Linked DNA regions of Cricetulus griseus: all the other regions are linked to region 1. Evidence: chromatin contacts called from public Hi-C data. All regions are on one chromosome and are shown on one strand. Each heading gives the region's core, a stretch centred on a gene start, on an enhancer-like site or on the middle of the called end of the contact. The rest is flanking DNA. Distances are from core to core; before and after follow the strand shown.

The links. A called contact is a pair of places that touch in the nucleus more often than the background predicts.
Region 2: a contact with region 1 is called in a Hi-C map of the CHO-K1 cell line, with 6 times the contacts expected there. The contact joins the promoter of Nhlrc1 here to the enhancer-like site in region 1. A contact is called at or near these places in 6 of 8 Hi-C or Micro-C datasets (the CHK-Q cell line, the CHL-YN cell line, the CHO-K1 cell line and 2 more).
Region 3: a Hi-C map of liver shows a contact between it and region 1, with 3 times the contacts expected there. The contact joins the promoter of Kif13a here to the enhancer-like site in region 1. A contact is called at or near these places in 2 of 8 Hi-C or Micro-C datasets (fibroblasts and liver).

What each region holds. Positions count from the first base shown.
Region 1 is chr3:266,501,296-266,504,234 of CriGri-PICRH-1.0, forward strand. Kif13a (kinesin-like protein KIF13A) reads right to left here. Exons shown (of 37, transcript XM_035442953.1): 16 at 2,662-2,875; 17 at 1,298-1,460. Among named protein-coding and RNA genes, the nearest start is that of Nup153, 72 kb to the left of the region's middle. Within about 2 kb of position 1,381, at least 1 of the 6 cell types and tissues checked has open chromatin away from gene starts, as enhancers often do.
Region 2 is chr3:266,725,362-266,728,300 of CriGri-PICRH-1.0, forward strand. It overlaps Nhlrc1 (E3 ubiquitin-protein ligase NHLRC1), which reads right to left and starts at 1,545. Exons shown (of 1, transcript XM_027409995.2): 1 at 1-1,545. The coding sequence starts at 1,545. The coding sequence ends at 358.
Region 3 is chr3:266,640,314-266,643,252 of CriGri-PICRH-1.0, forward strand. Kif13a (kinesin-like protein KIF13A) reads right to left here and starts at 1,397. Exons shown (of 37, transcript XM_035442953.1): 1 at 981-1,397; 2 at 624-714.

The DNA.
Region 1 (2,939 bases), core at 131-2,630:
TGGGCCATCAGCCAAACAGTTTATAATTAATAGAAGCATCTGTGTATTTGTTTGGGACTAACCAGGCAGGACAGAAACTCCGTCTACAGCCTTTCATTGATTACTCTTCATAAGCGTGGTTTTTATAATAGTAGCATAGGAATTCATTGTATAGATTTATCACATTCTGACTAATCATTATTCGATGGTAAGGGTACTTCAAGTTTTGTTACATAAAGGCCACTGTGAGGGCTGGGGAGGTGGTTGAGTTAGCAGAGTGCTTGCCTAGCATACGCAAAGCCCTCAGTTATACTCCCAGCACTACCTAAAACAGATGTGATAGTGCATGCCTGGAATGTCATCATTTGGGATGTAAAAATGGAAGGATCAGAGGTGCAGGTCATCCTTAGCTACAAAGTAAGTTTGAGGCCAGCATGGGATTGTGAGACCCTGCCTCTCAATCAATCAATCAATCAATCAATCAATCAATCTTAAAGAATAAAGGGACTATCACAGAATCCTTGCACACAGCCTGAAGGTATGCACATGCCTATGTCTGTGGATTTGGAACTTCTAAAAGATGCTCCCTAATTCGCTTTCTTAAATTTCCAAAAAAGCATTCTCATTTTATGTATATGTGTGTCTTGCCTCCACGTATGTATGTGCACCACATGTGTGCCTGGTGTCTCCAGAGGCAGAAGGGGATCTGGGATGCCCTGGAACTAGAGTTATAGGTTACAGATAATTGTGAGCCACCATGTGTGTGCTAGGAACAAAACCTGGGTCTTCTGGAAGAGCAGCAAATGGTTAACTGAGCTCTCTCTCTCTTTCTCCACTCAGCACACTCAACTTCCTTTCTAGCTAGTTGGCTGGGTAGAAAAAAACAAATGGATGAGAATTTATTTTCTTCTGGGTTTCTCTCTTACAGCAAAATTTCTTTAAGTTGAAATGATAGGAGTCTTCAGATAGCTGCAAGGAGTTCCATATGCGTAATAGCAGGTTTCAAAACTGTTTCTCCTTCTAGAGATTTCGCTCATAGAAAGGCAGTACAACTAAGCATACACATATACCCACCGCAGAAGGGGCATTTGCACAAAGAAAAGCAGGCATAATTATCACCCCGCCTTCTGCTTCCATTTTCTCTAAGGGCCCTCCTTACCCAGCATGCTTACCCAGGGGGTATAGACCACCTTGAAGGCTTCTAGAGAGAGCCAACACCGGCTCCCCTTAGGACCTGCTCAAAGACAAGCTCTGGACTCCAGTCTGCAGTATTTCCTAGCCTACATCCTGCTCGCCCATCCCCCAGGGCCATGCCTACCTTCCTGTTGGCACTAAGGTTGGCTGCAGGGATCTGAAGAGTCACTTGGTAGTCAGTGAGCTTGCTCATTTCCTCGGCTAGGAAGTTGGCTTCCCTCACCAGAGTGTTTGCTTTCACCAGCTGCTCTCGAAGCTTGGCTAGGCTTTGCCTAAACAGTTCATCCCTGTGGTGGTGAAGAAAAGAAAGCACACGCAGGTGCAAGTAAGCCAGGGTTCTGTTCCTGCCAGAAAATGATGACAAATACCCGCAGCAACAACAAAATCCTTTTAGGAAGCTTTCTCTCCTGTCTGCAGACAGGAGGACATCGGGGACCACTGCTGGCAACAAAATTGAGGGGTTGAGAGTTGATGACAAACAAACAAACAAGCCAACAAAAACACCCAGGCACCGCACATGGTAGTGCATGACTTTAATCCTAGGACTCGTACAGCAGATCTCTGTAAGTCCAAGGCCAGCCTGGTCTACAACAGTCTGTTCCAGGACAGCCAGGGCTGCCACAATCTTTTGTTCCCCTCCTCCTTCCACTCCTCCATCCATCCATCCATCCATCCATCCATCCATCATCCATATCCATCCATCCATCCATCCATCCATCCATCCATGTGTTATTAAGGCCTAGTTGCTATATGATTGTCCTTATAAACACCTGCCTTCCTCAGGCCACTCCTGGTACAGTCCCCCTGTTCAAGTCTAGTAGGGACAAAACCCAAGCATTCCTGGTTGTCATCTCTCATATGTCTGGTTGTCATCTTTACATGTCCAGGTTGTCATCATACACATGCCCTGGTTGTCGTCCCTCACACCCTGTTTGTTGCCGCTCTCATGCCCAATCTGATGCTTTTAGACTGAATTCTTTCCATCCCTCTATAAGTCACTTCCAGACACAACCAGTTTGCTCACAAGCTTCCAAACGCTCCTTACTTTTCTCTACTGCTTTGCTGCTGCCAAGCCACCCATCTACAGTTGGGGCAAGGGGTGTTCTCAGGGGCAGTGGACATGGTTAACATGGGGGAAAGGTCTAGCTTCAAGCACCAAAACATAAAAGAAAAAAAAAATCCCTACCTTCTGTCTGCATATTCAGATTGTTGTTGCTAAAGAACCATTCAAACTGCTATCTCAAGGCCCACCAATCTAAGTCTTCTCCTTTGCCACTATTTCTACTGAAGGGTAAAGGATTAGGGATCTGGGGATGGGGATGGTCTATGGTAGCTGACATTACTGTGACATTCTTAGGACATATCTCTGAAATGAAACACCAATGGCCAAACCAGAAGTGGGCCCACAGTCTCCCTTTTCCAGGTATGTCCTCCCTCCCTTCAGCCCCACAGCCCCGATCCTGACTCAGGGTCTGGCCCCATGCTTACCTCTCCTCAGCCCACTGGGTCACCTTCTGCTGGGCTGTCTGGCTGCTGTAAGCCAGGCGGTCAGAGACGATGCTTGGCGGCTGCCTCTCTGGGGAGAGCTGCTGGCGAAGCTGTTCCAGCTCACGCTCATACATGAGCCGCTGTTCCTCCAGGGCGGTCCTCTTCTCTTCCAGGTATTGCTTCTCCAGGACCTGTACCACATTTTGAACTGGATCTGGTGAGCAGAGAGAAGAGGCAAGCGGCTGTAAGCAGCTGATAGAGATAGGCGCCCACACCAG
Region 2 (2,939 bases), core at 295-2,794, 220 kb after region 1:
ATTTAAGAGCAAGGGATTTGGAGTCAGAATTGAGTTTAATTGTGACTGTCCCAGTAAATATGCCTCGAAAAAATATCATATTAAATTCTCTGGATCTGCTTTCTCGTCTCTAAAATGGGACTAATAATAGAAATCACATCGCTGTGTGTTAAGGGGCAAATGAACTAAGATCTGCAAATTCCTTAACATTGGGACTAGGCATCCACTAAATGACAAGTCTAATGAGTAGTCCTTTATAACTGCCTCACACCCAACACTTCTGTCAAGCAGTTACCATTATTCCTGCCTGGGCGAATGAGTGATGGTGACTCATCCAGGGTGCAATTCACTCCTGATGACACCAGGCCTCAGATCCCATCACCCTCCGTTACCCTCCATCACTTTAAAGATTTTTATAGTGTGGGATGCAGTGTCCAGCACAAGAAGAGAATTCTCCTTGGTGAAGACCAGGGCCACAGGACGAGAAAGACCATGAGTGACCATGGGCTTCAGGGCTGGAAACTCCTCGGGTTTCCCCAAGCAAATGATGGCTGGCCCAGAGGTGTCTGCTACAATCACATTTCCCTGGTGATCGAAGGCTACAGCTGAGATAGTTATTTTAGAAGGAAAGAGGAGGTTCAGCCCGAAGCTATCCACCTGGCCAATCAGCTGCATGGTGGAGTTGAACACCTTCACCCTTGTGTTGTCACCTGCTGTCCCCAAGGGCCAGGGGTGTTCTAGGATCGCGATGGCCCCGGTGAGCCAAGACACAGCCACCCCACGGGGATTGCAAAGCTGAGCTTGCAACCTCTCGATCCTCCGAAGGACCCCTTCGGGGAAATCTACTTCCAGCAGGTGCAAGGTCCCTGCCTCTGCGTCGGTCACCAGGGCCAGATTCTGAGGGGTGATCTCCACACCCCAAGGCAGGGAAAACTGTTTTCCCACAACCAGCTTGATTTGGCCGAAGAAATCAAACACTTTGAGGGAGCGGTCGCCAGCGTCGGTGACAACCACGTGGCAGTCGTTGGTGACGGCGACATCCAGTGGGTACTTCACGTCATGCGCTGCGTCTCCCTTCTCTCCAAACTGGTGTGCACCTCCTCCTCCGGAGTCAAAGATCTTGACCCGCCTCTTACCGTCGTGCACGACCACCACCCGTCCGGTCTTGGGGCACAGTGCAAGCCCCGTGGGGTTCACCAGGGTCCCCCACCCGCCGAAGGCGTGCTGACAGGTGAGCACCCCGGGCGCGCAGGCGGCAGCGCTGAGGGCAGCCTGGGACGCGTGAAGAGTGGAGCCCAGGAGCTCCAGAAGGTGCAACACCGGCAGGCAGTCGCTGGTGTCACAGGCTCGGCAGGCCCGCCGGCAGAAGGGACATTCGAGGGCCAGCGATCGCGGGTGCGCGAGGGCGGCCACGCAGGCCAAGCAGACCACGTGGCCACAGGGCAGGTTGCGCGGGCGCCGCTGCTGCCGGTGGCCGAACCTCTCGAAGCACACCTTGCACTCCAGCAGGCTGACCTCCGCCTCGCGCACCAGCTCGGGCCGCACCCCCGCCGCTTCCTCCCCCATCGCTCCTGCAGCGCCGCGCCGCAGCCCTCGCGCAGCCCTCGGGCACGGTCACGGTCACGGGGCGGGGCATCCGCTCTGACGCGGGGCTCAGCGCCTGGCCCGCGTAGCGCTGCTGCTCCCTGGCGGGCACACGCCGCAGTCGTTCGCATGCGCCGTGCGCAGACCTGGAATCATCACGACACGTCACTCCCTGTGAGCCTGTAAGTGGCAGGGCGAGCACCAGAACCTACGCTCCCAATGCTGATACCCAGCAGAGCTGCCAATCAGCTACGCTGGGTGCTGGTTGCCAGGGCTGGGCAGGAATAAGACAGGCCCCTAGTATGGGTCGACTAAGGAGAGTGATGCATGAAGGAAGATAACTTCAAGTGGGTGAGTCAGGTGTGCAAACTTCTTTGGTGTGTTTTATCACACTTGTGAGAAGGTAGACAACTAACACTCGCAGCGCCTCTGGGTATGGTAGCTGAAATCTCAGCACTGTGGAGGCAGAAACTAGTGGTTAGAGGCCAGCCTAGGCTACATACAGTGTCTCAATCCTCCCATAACCCCGCCAAAAAACCCAAAACAAACAAACAAACAAACAAAAACCCAAAACAAACAAAAGAATACAAGTGAAATGGGTTTGTTTGGAAGGAATATTTAAAAGCTGTTAGTTGCCTCGGATGGTGGTCTATATAGTGAGTTCCAGGCCAGACAGAGCTTTGTAGTGAGAACCTGTCTCAAGCAAACAAACAAGCAACAACAACAACAAAACTGTTAGTTAATAGCTGTATTCTTTGAAGTGGTTTCATGCATTGTTTTATTCAAGCCTCGTGGGCAATGGGAGTGGCTTGGATGAAGAACAGGCTTGGCAATGATTGGAAGCCAGGCAGTTTGACTACAGGACCTCTCACTATCTGGCACTGATCATCAAATATATGGTTCTATATGACAAATGGTTGAGTCTCCTTGCCAAAGGCCTAATGGTCCCGGGTGAGGGCTGGGTTGCAGAGAGCTGTGAAGGGGATTGTGAGTGTATAGGTAAGTTTAGGCCAGTGATTCCTTCAGTGTCTTCCAGACTCAGGTAAGATGGAAAGTAAAGGGACTGAAGAGATGGCTCTGTGGTAAAGAAAACTTGCTGCTCTTCTAGAGGACATGAGTTCAGTTCCCAGCACCCACATTGGGTGGTTCACAGCCACCTGTAACTCCAGCTCCAGGAATTCCAGTGTCCCCTTCTGGTCTCCATGTGCTTGCACAAACATACATGCATATAAATGATTATAAGAAATATTTAAAAATGGAAAACTTGAAAGTAAAGACGATCGACATATCTTGGAACAACCTTAAAGTTATGGTCACTATAATCTTCAGGATCCATTATGATGTTCAGATCTCTGTATTTAGTTTATTATCCCTGC
Region 3 (2,939 bases), core at 147-2,646, 140 kb after region 1:
AAATGCACACACCCCCCCCTTTTAGACATCCCCCATCCCAGTGTCTAAACAGCTCCAGATCAGGGCTCTATTTGTTTCCTTGAAAATCAAAAATATTCCCCGCATTACTTTCAGACATCATCTCAACTCACCACTTCCAATAACCCAAAATTACTTTAAAAGACCTAGCCTAGTACCAGGGCATTTGCTTTATCGGCTCCCTGCCCCATTTCACATACAACATCCCTAAGCAATTCTGCTAAAGGGGGCAAATGAGCCAGCGTAAGAATCGCGGGCGCTGGACTCCATCAATAAGGCCTTGGGTTGGTCATTTGCACGCTTCAGACACAGGTTTTCCTATCAGTAAAATGTGGCCTGAGCTACACATCTCCAGGGCTCCATTTGGTCCCTTCATGTTCTGGGAGTCTCAAGCCAGGAGTGCTGACTCTGGCCAGGGTTCCTTGCCTGGGGGACACCGCTCTGGATGCGAGGGGACAAGAAGAGGGGTTACACAGAGACCCTGCACTTGCAACCGCTTCTCATATGAGCGTGGGACAACTTGAAGCCACCCTTGCTAACAATGGGAAGGCGCACTCGGGTTTTCCTGGCTCAAACTTGGCAGGAGCCGGCGGGGTGGGATTTACCTTTCTCCCTGCTTGGTATTGGAAGGAGGAGGGTGCAGGACCGTCTGGTTCCCTTCCATCTCCACCACGCACTTGGTGTTCAGTTCCAGCTCTGAAAGCACAGGGTAGGGAGACGTTGCAAAGTGGAGCATCTGCGGCCGCAGCCGGCGCGCGTGGCTCAGTCCCGGCAAGCAAGGAGACGGCGCCCCGGGCACACAGTGGCCGCGGCCGGAGCCTGGGCGCCGCCTCCACCCGGGGCCACCCGGGTGTCCCCGACCCCAGGCGCCCAGCAGTTTGCAAAGTTGCCCTCCCTCGCCGCCCCTCTCCCAATCCTCGGTCGGAGCAGAAACGCAAAAGGAGCTGGGGAAAGCGGCTCACCTCTTCGGTTCATGGGCCGGACGCGGACGGCAACTTTTACCTTCGTATCCGACATGTTGGCGGCGCCCTGCTCCGCTCGACGCGGCCCCTTCAAGCGCCGCGCCGCCGCCGCCGCCGCAGCCGCAGCCGCGCGCCCCCCGAGCGCGGCCGCCGCCGCTCCGCCGAGAGCTCCGAGACGCAGCGCCGAGGCGCGCGGGCCATCCCGGGGGAGCGCGACGCGGGGCACGGCCGGACCGGGAGGGCGGCGCGGGGCGGGGCGCGGCGGCGGGAGGAGGCCGCGGGCCCAGGCGCCGCTCTAGCCGCTCGGGCCGGGCCGTGAGCGCAGCACCGCGGCCCCTCGCGGCCGCTGGGAGCCGGGCAGCGTCGCCATCTTCCGCTCCGGTGGCCGCGCCCGGGGTGTAAGGCCACTGCAAACGCGAGCTGAGAGCAGGGAACGGGCGTTTTACAAAGGCGATCGGCCCTGGGCTCCGGACGGTGGGAACCCGGGAAGAGGCGCTCTGCAAAGGCGATCGGCCCTGGGCCCCGGGCAGCTGGGACCCGGGAAGGGAAGCCCTGCAAAGGCGATCGGCCCTGGGCTCCCGGTATCTGGGACCCGGGGAAAGGCGTTTTACAAAGGCGATCGGCTCTGGGCTCCGGGCAGCAGGGACCCGGGAAGGGGAGCTTTGCAAAGGCGATCGGCCTTGGGCTCCGGGCAGTTAGGCCTGGATAAGGGGACCGTTTGCTTTCCCTGCTCCAGAGCCTACGTAGACCTCACGGACACGGCCTGGAGCTCGAGTCACCTTCAGGGGCCGCTGTCACCCTCACAGCAAAGGCCCTGGGGGCTGTATGAGGGGCTTGGAGCGGGTGCCCGGTGCGCAGGCCTAATCCACACCATCCATACGCCTCCCCAGAAACCCACAGCGCGCCACCCCTCGGCGCCCCACACCGAGCTTTGCAGCGGTATTTTAAAATCTTTGTGGTGAACGGAGATTAGGGATGAAGTTGAAGTGGACCACCAAAACCCTGTGTTTGTAAATATTGCGCTCATTTTCTTTCCCTTGCGCCCTTGTAATGGGAGGGGTCTGAAGGGCGCGGAGGCTTCACCAACTCTTACGTAAGAAAGTAACCGCAACGCGGTCGGTGCTTTGGCCAAAGCCAGACCTCCCTGCCTGGGCGGAACTGAGGGAAGCAGATTTACTCTGTTTGGTTCAACAAGTGCTTGAGGGCGGCGCTTACTTTGTGCCAGGCCTTTTGAAACGTGCTCCAGCTAAAAGCAAGCGCTTGGCTCCGAAGAATCTCGATTTTTGCGTGAATGTCCAAATGCAATCATTCTCGAACTGGGGAGTTTCATTGAGCGCGTACTGTGTGCGGTGCTGGAGACCACACAAGCTTGAACAGCTTTGTTCGCCCTGTTCTCCAGAGGCCACACTGAGGGCAGAGAGATACTTATTATGGTAAACCACGTGTGGCAGGTGGTGTAAATAGGAGGGATTCAGTTTGTCACCAATTGGGGCCCTGAGATGCCACTGACTTGCTTATGCGGTCTACCGCTTTACCATTGAATCACGCCTCTAGCTCCCAGGAAGACTGACTCTAAGCACTGCTTCGCTTTTGTTCCTTCGCCACCCCCACCTTGTTTCAGGACCAACTAACTCAGGTCATCTAGGAGGTTCTTACTACAGTTTGCCTCCTCCATTCCTGGTGCCACAAGCCTACTCTGTCCCTCCATTCAGCTCTGGGCGCGTGCCCCCCCCCCCACACACACACACTCATTCTCCCGCGTATGGCAGTTTTGTAGGCTCTTGGCTAGATTCCTGGGCTATTTCTGCAGCAGGATTCACAAGCCTCTGGGGCTCACAGTCTAGCTCGACATCTCAGTCTCACCTTTGGATTACGAGATATCCTCTTCCCTAAATTCCTAGCTTTACTTCCCGTACTCTGCTGTATCCGGCCGGGAAAATAAACTCTATCCTTTGACTA